3 separate regions of the Mus musculus genome follow, and all the other regions are linked to region 1. Evidence: chromatin contacts called from public Micro-C and promoter capture Hi-C data. All regions are on one chromosome and are shown on one strand. The core of a region is the stretch at or near the end of the contact, and the rest is flanking DNA. Distances in the headings are between cores, read along the strand shown.

Region 1 (3,752 bases), core at 769-3,268:
CATACACATAAAATAAAAATCTTTTTAAAAATTACAAAAACAGGAGTTTGGAGAGATAATTTAGCAGTTGAGAGCACTTGCTCTCAGAGGACCCAGTTTCAATTCCCAGCATCCACGTCAGGTGGCTCACAACCACCTGCACTTCCATCCCAGGGAATCCAAAGCTGTCTTCTGGCCTCCAACGGCATGAGGCACTCTTACAGTGCAGGCATGTAGACAAAATGCCCATAGGTATAAAATTTAAAATAGGTATAAACAAGCAAACAAAAAGTTAAATTAAAATTACAGAAACAGGAGCACCATATACCTGGTGGTACATATTCATGGATGAGATTTGAGGGCCTAAAAATTGGATTATTTTTAAAACACACAGAACGTTGGTCTCATGAAAATAACACCATTTATCCCTTTTGTTCAGTTCTCCGTCACGTGTCTGAGTTTGGATTCTGTAATCTCAGATTTTAAAGGGCACCGCAGGAAGGAGGATGGGCCTGTGTGTGTGATGGGTGTGTCTAGCTCAGCGTCCCCACATCCGGTTCTGACAAATCATCCCAACATCTGAAACCAAGCCGCTTCAGCACTGGTGATGAGGCTCGTGACTGAGTGCTTATTTTGGATGTGTAAGGGCCTGGGTTTCATCCCTAACACAAAACCCAAAAAGTAAACCAAGCAGTTTGGCCTGGAGGGGGTCCTGTGACCACTACAAAATCAGGTATGAGTGAGGGTCTCCTGTTCTAACACAACCTCACGAAACTCTAGAAGCCTGGAAGAGCCTGGCCATGCATGCCTCTCAGGACGTGGTTGCCTAGGTGGATCAAGTTCTAGGATTGCCTGGGCTACACAGTAAACTGGAGGCCAGTCTCAGTTATAAGGGAAGACTGCCTCAAAAATTAAAAATCACGGGCTGGAGAGATGGCTCAGCGGGTAAGAGCACCCGACTGTTCTTCCGAAGGTCCGGAGTTCAAATCCCAGCAACCACATGGTGGCTCACAACCATCCGTAACAAGATCTGACTCCCTCTTCTGGAGTGTCTGAAGACAGCTACAGTGTACTTACATATAATAAATAAATAAATCTTTAAAAAAAAATTAAAAATCACAAGGGAGTATAAAAACCTGGTGTCATTTCCAGGTGGAATATCTCAAGGCCAGGCTCTTGCCTTCCAGGTGTGATCACAAAGACTGGGGAGGGCGGGGAGTTAGGACAGCAACAAGATAGCATGGGTTACTTTCCTAAGAGGGAAGCCAAGAAGAGAAAGGGGAGAAAAGATTACATCCTGCCTTAGCGTGAAACCCACCAATGGTGAGATACATCACATCCTCTTGCTAGGTGTCTTCATCTAGAGGAAGAGTCTGCACTTTTGTCACGTGGGCGACAGGAGCTAATAGACTTCAAACACACTCTGGAAAGGAAGTCCTCTGGGCTAATAAACAGTAATAACAATGACCATTGCAATTCGGCCGCCTTGGAGCACACCTGCACTGCACGCCCTATCATTCAGCTGCTGTAGTCATCCCAACCACTCATTCACAAGAGAAAAGCGAGGCTCAGAGGAGAGATTTTTTTCCCGAGGGAATGCTAAGAGGGGATCAGTAGGAGGCTGGCGCCAGGTTCAGCGTGGAGCAGTGTATATGCCCAAGCTGAGGATCGACTGATGGGGACAAGGTCAGCCAGCTGTCGGGGGTCCGCACCTGCAACCCAGGAAGAGGTGGTTGGCCCAGACCATGGATAAGGACAGCAGCTGGTCCAGGCGGCCGCCGCCGTCGGGTGGGTCTCGGTAGTCAGGCAGGTGGCGCAGGATGAACTCCATGCGCGCTTTCCATTGCTTCTCGCTCTCCGAGTAGGAACGAAACTGCTCGGCGAAGTCGGCGGCCTGCCGCACGCCGGAAACTAGCTTCTCCACCGCGGCGCTGGCCTCGCCACCCACCATGGCTCCCGCTGCCGCAGCCGCTGCCGCCGCTAAGGATCGCACCAGCCCGCCGCTTTCCCGACACGCCCCGCGCCGCCGCCGCACGGCTAGAGCGACCACGGCTGAGGGCGAGTGCTCTGGAGGACTTATCTGGAGCGCCCTCGCGGGGCACGGAGGTCTAGTGCAACCCAGCGTGTGTGGCAACTGCTGGGGAGCTTGAGGCCCGCCAGCATAGAGCTGGCAGCTAGGTGCCCATTGGGACTCTGCAGTGCCCTTTTTGCCCTGGGTCGTTCACCGGGCATCTGTCTATCCTCAGCCACACCTGAGGTTTGCCCTAAGTTCTGTGGCTGTCCCTTGGGAGTGAGGTCCTCTCTTTTATGGATCCACTGTTATCTCAACATCTTCACTGAGGTTGTGTTCTCCTATCTTGCTGTATTCATCATCCAATCAGTACATACAAGGCATTTTGTTTCGTGCCCAGGATGCCCCACTCTAAAGGACTTTGTGAGGGACCCTCATGGTGGAAGGAGAGAACCAACTCCTGAAAACTGTCCTCTGACTTCTACATGCAAGTTGTGGTACTTTGATGTACACACACACACACACACCAAGCAAGTAAATAAATGTAAAAATATAAAATGTAAGCTTGAGTCAGAAGAAAGCCTAGAACTCAGGACCTCCAGATCTAGTGAAGGTCTTAAGTGGTGAGTGGGCTTCAAGGAAGTTCATTATATACTGTTTACTATTGCAGATCCTTCCCTCCCGCTCCCCCAGGGTCATACACGGCCAAGCTGGCCTACAACTGCTTGCTTGCTCCCTTCTGTGGCTTCTGTGGCAGTGTTAGGATCCCAGCAGGCAGAAATACAATCCAGTCCGCAAATGCCAGAGCAGTGAGGACCAGCACCAAGCTGGGTGCTCTCACCTCAGGAAGACACAGTGCTGACACTACGGCTTGGAACATCTGAACCAAACATGAGAATCCAAAGACAGAAACAGCTTTCCCCCAGCAGTCAGCAAGTTAACTGGATAACAGCGACCAGAGCTGAGTCCCAGGATACAGATGCCATACCCTGACTGATACTGCAGTGGCAGGTTCCCAAGTGAAACCTCAGATACCCAGAGTCAAGGTCCCTGGTAATTCTGATTCTAGCTTCAGCTGATCAGACTCTGAGGACATTTGATGTGCCAGGCACAGTGACAGACACCTTTTGTCCCAGCTACTCCATATGTCAAGGCAGGAGAATTATTTGAGCCTGGAAATTTGCTGCCATCCTTATCACCAGAGAAAGATGCTTGACTCTTAAAAACACTGCGGAGGCTTCAGTGAGCTACATCCTTGGTTCCTTGGTTGTGTACTGCAGTGGTTGGTCTAGAAATGAGAGCATGGGGGCTAGAGAGATGGCTCGGGAGTTAAGATAACTGGCTGCTCTTCCAGAGGATATGGGTTCAGTTCCCAGCACCCTCATTGTGGCTTACAGCCACCCACAACTACAGTTGCTTTGTTTGTTTTGTTGTTGTTGTTTTGTTGTTTTTTAATAACATAGGCCATAAGCCTATGCCTGAGCCTCTCCAGAGCTGGTATTTTAAGTGTGTTCCACCATGCTATTGGATTTTGATATAAATTTTAGCATCTCTTTGTTGACTTCTAGAGAAGCAGACTGTTGATATTTCATACGGGATCATGTTGACTACATAGATTCATTGGAGAATTAACATATCACTAGCGAATCTTCTAGTTTACAAACATGGCAACGACACATCTTTCCATCTAGTCTGGCTTTTTGTGCATGTGCTTTTGTTTTGTTGTTTTATTTACTTAGTTTTTGAGATGGTGTCCCTTTCT
Region 2 (3,866 bases), core at 1,097-3,596, 160 kb after region 1:
GAGCTGGAGTTACAGAGAGTTGTACTCTGCCCCAAGTGGACGCTGAGAGCCAAAGGAGCCGCCACAAGAGCAGACCATGTCTGTACCTGCTCGCTGAGCCAGCTTCCCAGCCCCTTTAACACCACATTCTTACAAAGCAGACAAATTGATGATTTTCCAAAGGTCTTGAGGGAAAGAATGCTAGCGACCTGGCGGTTGCCCAGAGGAACCGGGTTTACCAACTTGCACTTCCTGGAATCTGAGCTGGTAGCCAGCCCTGTTTGTTTTTGAGTTCTTCATAAGCCTGCCAGGACAACTGTGGTCTGGGGTTAGGGCAGGTACCAGCCTTGTGCAGTTTCCTGACAGGGGCTAGTTAGAAACAGCTGGTGGGGATGAGAGACGAGGTGTATGTGACAGTCAGCTGCTTGCGCCAAAGAGACCCAGCTGCCAGCCTTCTGAGTGGCTCGGGCCTTCCTCAGCTGTGGTCACCAGGGCACCTGAAACCTTGTAACCTGAGAGCAGGTCAGGGAAAGGAATCTGGATTAGGGATTGACTGCTATGATCAACTTGAGACTCAGAAGGTCAGCCAGAGATGTGCAGAGGAAAACAAGGGAGAAAAGTAGCTTGTTGAAAAACAAAACAAGGGGCTGGTGAGATGGCTCAGTGGGTAAGAGCACCCGACTGCTCTTCCAAAGGTCTGGAGTTCAAATCCCAGCAACCACATGGTGGCTCACAACCATCTGTAACAAGATCTGACTCCCTCTTCTGGAGTGTCTGAAGACAGCTACAGTATACTTACATATAATAAATAAATAAATCTTTAAAAAAAAAAACAAAAAACAAAACAAAACAAAGCAAAACAAAAAACCACCCATAACACCCATTACCCACTGCTATTTGCAGAATCCAAGGGGCTAGTTGGTTCTGGTATCAGTTGTTTGGGATATTGGGCTGCAAAGACGTAGCTCTTGCCTCCAGCCACAGCTTCTGGCCACTCCTTGCTGAAGAATCATCTTCCTGTCTCCAGAAAGGTCTTGGCTGTTGTTATAAAGGATTGTTTTCCAAGACAAAGGGCTGCTGCCTTCAGACATGCTGATGGGTTTCTCTGCAAAATATCATTAAACAACCAAAGGCATAGCTGAGCTTGTTGGCTGTTGAGGTTTCCCCATGGGAGGAGGGATGGAGGGTCTTGGGACCTTCACCTGACTATCCAGATACTCCTTCTAGCTGATCATAATTGTGTTCTTTCCTAACTGTGTGTGGCCTTGGGGGTTTCAGGAGGGGCTTGGAAGACCTGAAAGAAGGGGGCTCCATGTATACAACCACAGAAGCCATTCATTTTTGTGCCCACCTTCTAGTGCCGCTTCTCAGAGATCACCCATACTCCTTTGCAACCCCCTCATCCTTACTCTGTGAGTAACTTTAGTGAAGTCATTGGCTCCCTAGGCTGAACTTTGGTGGAATCCAACTTTGGCTAGTTTGTGGGAGCTAAGGAGGAGCAGGGTAGACGATTCCTAATCCCCACCCCTCAATTCTCTCACATATGATACAGGACACTGAGACAGAAATTGTACTTGGAGGCCATAAGACTTACTAAATGCCATGGACAGTCAGACGGCTCTGAAGAGAGGGAGTCAGAGCCCATGTGGCAGAAGTGGGTGTCTCTTGTTTACTTGTTTTTGGAGACAGGGTTTCTCTGTGTGGCCCTGGCGGTCCTGGAACTCACTGTGTGTCAGGCTGGCCTCAGACCCACAGAGAGATATCTGCCGCTACCTCCTGAGTGCTGGACTTAAAAGTAAGCACCACCACCGTGCGGCTTTCTTACAACTTTCTAAGGAGAGAAGTTGGACCACACAAGCCTGTAGCCAGGCTCTCCAATCCCGGGCAGGAGGAAGAGAAAGGGGGTGGGGAGTGGGGCGTGCGGCCAGAATGCCTCCTCTGAGTTAAATTCAACTCCCCAGGTGAGACTCTTCGTCCTAACTAGAGACTCCACAGTGTCCCCAGCTGGGCACCTGCCAGGATCCGTGGGCGGACAAGGCTGCTGTAGGTATGTGTTGGCCTAAGCAACAGCTGAAGGGGTTTTTTTAGGTACTATTTATTTTTATTTCATGTGTATGAGTGTTTTGCCCTCATGTACGTGCACCTGTACGTGCTTGGTGTCAGGTTACTTCCTGTAGAGAGGTTGAAGGGGGTAAGAGCGAGGTTTGGTCGGACCTTAAGTGAGACCGTGTTTATTCACAGTGAAGAAGCATTTCATCACCCACGTCTGGGTGGCCAAAATGCCTACAGAAGACAGTACTCCAGTTCCTTGTGAGGCGGAAACAACTACCAGCTACATTGTAGTCCCACCCTTCCAGGAACTCCTTGGTCTGGCTGCAAGGGACGATGGGAAATGTAGTCTTTTGGCAGGAAACTCTCACTTGATGTTCACAGAAACCTGAGAACTGAAGTGGATGTTGGACTCTTTAGTGCCAGAACCAAGAGCAGCAAGTTCACTTAAGCACTGAGCCTTCTCTTCAGTTCCAGCAGCTGGAACCCTCCCTCTCTCCCCATAAGGTCTCACTCAGGCTAGTCTTTTTTTTTTTTTTTTAAGATTCATTTATTTATTTAAAGTACGTGAGTACACTGTAGCTGTCTAAAGACACCCCAGAAGAGGGCATCAGATCCCATTACAGATGGTTGTGAGCCATCATGTGGTTGCTGGGAATTGAACTGAGGACCTCTGGAAGGGCAGTCAGTGCTCTTAACCTCTGAGCCATTTCTCCAGCCCATCAGGCTAGTCTTAAACTTGTGGCAATACTGGGATTGTGAGTAGAGTAATTCTGGTCAAAGCCTGAGCTCTGACAGGGCTAACACCACAGGCTCTGCCACTCATCCACAGTACATTAAATACATAGACATTAGTGAAAACAGACAAAGGAGATTTAGTTGGTGTGGCCACATTGGGAAGAGAAGCAGATAGAGAGCTTTAGTGACCTCCACCCCCAGCCCAAAATCCATCTTCAGCCCTGACATGAGGTTTAGGTTTGAATAGAAAGCAAGAAGGAAGCATGCTTAACTAAGCCATTGTGGTCAAAGTGTGGTCCACCCATCCCTGACCCATCATTGTCTGTCCTCTCAGGTGGGCTAACAGTTGTCAGAATTAAATCTCTCTCCAGGAGGCAAGTTCTTCCTTCAGCCAGCACCAGGGCTTGCAACCTTTTCCTTCTTGGGACCCTTGTTTCATTTGTTTCAATAGCCTGAGAGTAGTCAGAGACGAGTCTCTAGACCAGCTTCACCTGTAAAGACTGTTAGGGTCACAGGATTACAATCGTGAGCTGCCAGCCTCCCAAATGCATCCTATTCACGATCCTCTAGGGTCCTCACAGCATAAACATCTAGTCCAGTTCAGTTTGACTAGGCAGCCATGAAGCAATTTTCTAACAGTCGAAGCATCTTGCCGCCACCTTTCTGAATGCAGTCATTTCCAGGGTGACCTTTCCTGTGCCTCTACTATACCCTGCACATGGGATGGACTGCACCATCTTGTTCAGGCCTAGCCAGTCCCAGGCCAGGGGTTAATATGAAGACTGGTCAGATATGATCTCAGCTGTATCAAGAGTCTCACCTCAGGGCTCAGTCAGGTGCTTCTCAGGTAGACATTGCCTCTGTTTCAGTAACTTCAGCTTGTCTGTAACATAGTCACTTATTACTTTTGTATTTTTATTTGTATTTTGCTGGGGATCGAACCCAGAGCCTTAGTCATGTTTCTGTTCTACGACTGAACTGTGTTCAGCCTAGCGTATGTTCTAGTTTTACTTCAGACCAGAGTTCCCACAGTACCACACACGTGTCAGTGTGTAAGCTCAAAGGCCAGTCTGCCATTTTGAGGATAGTCCTGACTCCAA
Region 3 (4,043 bases), core at 913-3,412, 180 kb after region 1:
GCCCAGAGGGAGTTCACTGTGTTTAGTTTAATTATTCAACTTACATCAAGTTCTTCTTTTGATTCTAACAGCCTTTCATGGTCTGCACAATCCACAAGAAATACAATGCCATTGATAGCAGGAAGGTAGTTTTTCCATACTCTTCGGGCTAACAAAAACAATCAGGAGTTAGGATTTATGTGTTGGTCAAACCTAGCGGATGGTTTGATGGAAGAGTCCAACAAGGCCTCCAGTGTACTGGCGTCTCCCTTTGGCTGCTATTTTACTGTACAGCCAACTGCATTTTTTGCCAAAGACTTTAGTACCAAATCTTCCCCAGAAAACCAAAACAAATGTCAGACTCTCCGTGATTCGGGGCAATGAAATCCTTTACTCTTCCCCATTAAGAAATAGAGTTAGGAGCAGGAGAAATGGCTCGGTGCTTAAGAGTGCTTCCTGTTCTCCCAGAGGACCGCAGCTTGGTCCCCAAAACCCACATCAGGTGGATCACAACTGCCTGCAACTCCAGTTGCAGGGGAGGGGACCCAACACCCTCTTCTGCTTCCACAGGTGCCTGCACACAGGCTGCACACACATGTGTACACTCACAGACACAGTGACTCTCATTATTAAGGTCACTAGAAAACCACTATAAACTCTCATCAACTAATTTAAGCAGTGTGTGTGTGTGTGTGTGTAAGTGCAGTATTTTTTGACATTTCTCATTTCTGAAGTTTAAGTGGTAAGTATGAAATCAACAACAGATGGGTGTTAGTGCCAAGTACAAGCTTGGCAAGTTACAAACTGTTGTATTCAAAACAGGAAACAATTTTTTTTAAAGATTTATTTATTTTTATTATATATAAGTACACTGTAGCTGTCTTCAGACACTCCAGAAGAGGGAGTCAGATCTCATTATGGGTGGTTGTGAGCCACCATGTGGTTGTTGGGGTTTGAACTTCGGACCTTCAGAAGAGCAGTCGGGTGCTCTTACCCACTGAGCCATCTCACCAGCCCCAGAAAACAAATTTAATTAATGAAAATATTCTAAATAGTGCCACCAGCTAGGGACAAAATGGTCAACATATAGCCTTGTAAGAACATTTCTTCCTCAACTCTGAGAGCATTCAAATGGAGGCTGGAGCCATGGCTCCGTGCTTAAGTTGGATGCTCCTCCCTCCAGAGGACCAAGGCTTTGTCCCAGCACCCACTAGCTTTTCACAATCATCTCTAACTCTAGTCCCAGGGAATCCGATGCCCTCTTCTGACCCTGAGGGCACCAGGCACACGAGGTACACAGACAAGCATGTGTGAAAAATACTCAAGTAAGTAAATCTAAACAAAAAGCATTTTCTTTCAGTAGTAGAGAAACATTTCTCCACTGTCTTCAAGCTTACCTTGTTTCTCATGACAAATGTGCTGCTTCTCTGCTTTGATTTCTTATTTCTGTGTGTGAGAGTGGGGGGAAGCACGTGTGGAAGTCAGAAAACAAATGTTGGGCGTCTGCTCTCTCCTTATACTCAACTCGGCAGCAAGCGCCCACGGCTACTGAGCCACCTCCTGGCCTGATATGCTTTCCTCTCTCTTAGCTGCGATCTCTGCGGGCCCCATGTCTTTCTGCTTCCCTCCTCTAGGTGTTCTTCTCAGTTAATGGCCCGAGCACTTTCATTTCTGGGGCTTTAGTGTTGTTTGCATCACATTGTGCTTGGTATTCATCGAGCTCTTTGCATTTGAGAGGTGACAGTTTTCTTGGATTTATTGCACTTTTTATGCATAAGTGCTTGCCTGCATACGTGTCTATGCAGCGCATATGTGCCTGGGAGCCAAGAAGAACAAAAGGAGCTGGATTCCCTGGAACTGGAGCTATGGGTGGCTGTGAATCTCCATGTGGTTGCTAAGACTTGAACCTAGGTCCTCTGCAAGAGCAACAAGCATTCTCAACCACTAAGCCGTCTCTCCAGCCCTAAGTTTCCATTTTCATCAGAGTGGAAAAACTGGGATCTGATATCTCACTTATTTTTTTCTATCCCTTTCCTGGGGAATTCCTGGTACACATGCATTTTACCCCAGCTTTTTAAATGTTTTTATTTTATGTGTATGAGTTGTGCTGGTATGTATGTGTGTCTGTCCACGTGCATGCAGTCCCCACAGAGGCCAGCAGAGGGCATCAGATCCCCTGGAACTGGAGTTACAGAAGGTTGGGAGGCATCACGTAAGTGAGAGAATTAAAGCCGGTCAGTGCATTCAGTGCTCTTAACCACTCTGCCCGCTCTCCAGCCCATTCTTCAGGTTCTTAAAATGTAGGTCAAGAAAAATCTGATAACAGTCAAAGGTTTCTGAATGTTCAAGAACAAAAACAAACTAAAAAACCGGAGCGCCTTGATTCTGGTGTGTCTCCGGCACTGCTGGCTCACGTGCGTCTGTTGCAGCACTTGGCTTCCCCGCAGTCTTGGTGCAACCACATGAACATGTACTGGGCACATCACACCACACAGCTCCAAGCAACACTGCTTCAGATGCCCTGGCTCGGATTCCCGACTACCATGTGAGGAACTGCAAGGTCTTAGCTGTGCAGACAGTTTTCTGTTCTTCTAGAAACATAACGGGCTGGAGAGGTGGCTCAGTGGTTAAGAGCACTGGCTGCTCTTCCAGGGAACCTGGATTGACTCAGTTTCCAGCACCCACACGGCAGTTCACAACTGTGTGTAATTCCAGTTCCAGAGGATCTGACACCCTCACATAGACATACATGTAGCCAAAATACTAATGCACATGAAATAAATTTATAAAAAAAGAAAGAAAGATATGGTTTAATTTCAGAAAGCAAAGACTTTCAATATTTTCCTACCACCGTTTCTCAGAATGTAAGTATCAAACTAATATAGCTCTGCATTGTACTGTTTTTGAATGACTTATTTTAAAAACTGTTGCTTAGGGCTGGCGAGATGGCTCAACGGGTAAAAGCACTGACTGCTCTTCTGAAGGTCCCGAGTTCAAATCCCAGCAACCACATGGTGGCTCACAACCACCCATAATGAGATCTGATGCCTTCTTCTGGTGTGTCTGAAGACAGCTACAGGGTGCTTACATATAATAAATAAATAAATCCAAAACAAAAAAACAAAAAACAAAAAAACCCTTTTACTTAAGTTGCTGATTGCGGTTGCATAAAAAGAGGGTAAAAATCATTAAATCATTAAACACCCAAACATATAAAAGTAAATAAATCTTAAAAAGAGAAAGAAAGAGCCAGGCCTGGCGTGGGTCTTGAGTTTGAGGCCAGTCTGATCTAGAGAGCGAGTTTCAGGACAGCCAAGGCTACACAGAGAAACCTTGTCTCAGAAAAAAAAGGGAATTTGAAAAATGTTACAGATTCTGTCTCACAGTAAAAATATTCAGCTATCATTTAATTCTTTATGTAAAAACAAGCAAATATAGCCATCTTATTAGTATGCAAATTTGCCTTAATCTTTAATAAGTGGTAAAATTATATGTATATATGTATCAAAGACTTTTTACAAATAATTCTTTGATTTTTTATTAAAAATTAATTAACTAAAGTCTATAAAAAAATCATGAAGGTAAAGCCGGGCGTGGTGGCACACGCCTTTAATCCCAGCACTCGGGAGGCAGAGGCAGGCGGATTTCTGAGTTCGAGGCCAGCCTGGTCTACAGTGTGAGTTCCAGGACAGCCAGGGCTACACAGAGAAACCCTGTCTCGAAAAACCAAAAAAAAAAAAAAAAAAAAATCAGGAAGGTAATTTTTTTTCTTGAGACAGGGTTTTGGAACAGGGACATCCTTGGCTGTCCTAGAACTCACTCTATAGAACAGGCTGCCCTCTGCCTCCTGAGTGCTAGGATTAAAGGTGGGCACCATCACCACAGGCTCAATTTTTATTCTTAAAAAATAAATTTTATTATTTTATGTGCATGCGTGTATTGCCTGCATGTATGTATGTATGTATGTATGTATGTATGTATGTATGTGTACTGTGTGTACCTGGTTCCTGTGGAAGTCAGAAGACACCAGAGCCCTTAGAACTGGAGCTAAAGACAGTTGTCAA

What was found. Promoter capture Hi-C pulls out the DNA fragments that hold promoters and counts their contacts. A called contact is a pair of places that touch in the nucleus more often than the background predicts.
Region 2: a Micro-C map of embryonic stem cells shows a contact between it and region 1, with 3 times the contacts expected there. The contact joins the enhancer-like site here to the promoter of Cdkn2aipnl in region 1. A contact is called at or near these places in 20 of 39 promoter capture datasets (the 3T3-L1 cell line, 3T3-L1-derived adipocytes, the C10 cell line and 13 more), 10 of 15 datasets of contacts at CTCF or cohesin (CD8 T cells, the G1E-ER4 cell line, the NIH/3T3 cell line and 4 more), 170 of 484 Hi-C or Micro-C datasets (the 63-12 cell line, the AML12 cell line, B cells and 91 more), 56 of 115 datasets of contacts at active chromatin or transcription factors (the 230-238 cell line, CD4 single positive thymocytes, the HPC-7 cell line and 37 more) and 5 of 9 other capture datasets (adipose tissue, embryonic stem cells, liver and 2 more).
Region 3: a contact with region 1 is called in a promoter capture Hi-C map of embryonic stem cells. The contact joins the enhancer-like site here to the promoter of Cdkn2aipnl in region 1. A contact is called at or near these places in 11 of 39 promoter capture datasets (the C10 cell line, the HPC-7 cell line, cranial neural crest and 6 more), 1 of 15 datasets of contacts at CTCF or cohesin (the NIH/3T3 cell line), 3 of 484 Hi-C or Micro-C datasets (3T3-L1-derived adipocytes, bone marrow-derived macrophages and nephron progenitors), 8 of 115 datasets of contacts at active chromatin or transcription factors (the SCID.adh cell line, bone marrow-derived macrophages, embryonic forebrain and 4 more) and 2 of 9 other capture datasets (adipose tissue and pancreatic islet).

What each region holds. Positions count from the first base shown.
Region 1 is chr11:51,965,897-51,969,648 of GRCm38.p6, reverse strand. It overlaps Cdkn2aipnl (CDKN2A interacting protein N-terminal like), which reads right to left and starts at 2,018. Exons shown (of 3, transcript NM_029976.3): 1 at 1,692-2,018. The coding sequence starts at 1,930.
Region 2 is chr11:51,803,846-51,807,711 of GRCm38.p6, reverse strand. No RefSeq gene overlaps it. Among named protein-coding and RNA genes, the nearest start is that of Sar1b, 42 kb to the right of the region's middle. Within about 2 kb of position 2,346, at least 254 of the 459 cell types and tissues checked have an H3K27ac peak or open chromatin away from gene starts, as enhancers often do. A contact at or near this core is called in the 63-12 cell line, CD4 single positive thymocytes, CD8 T cells and 65 more, where this site is marked.
Region 3 is chr11:51,784,255-51,788,297 of GRCm38.p6, reverse strand. Sar1b (secretion associated Ras related GTPase 1B) reads right to left here. Exons shown (of 7, transcript NM_025535.2): 5 at 45-148. Among named protein-coding and RNA genes, the nearest start is that of Sar1b, 23 kb to the right of the region's middle. Within about 2 kb of position 2,162, at least 5 of the 459 cell types and tissues checked have an H3K27ac peak or open chromatin away from gene starts, as enhancers often do. A contact at or near this core is called in embryonic stem cells, where this site is marked.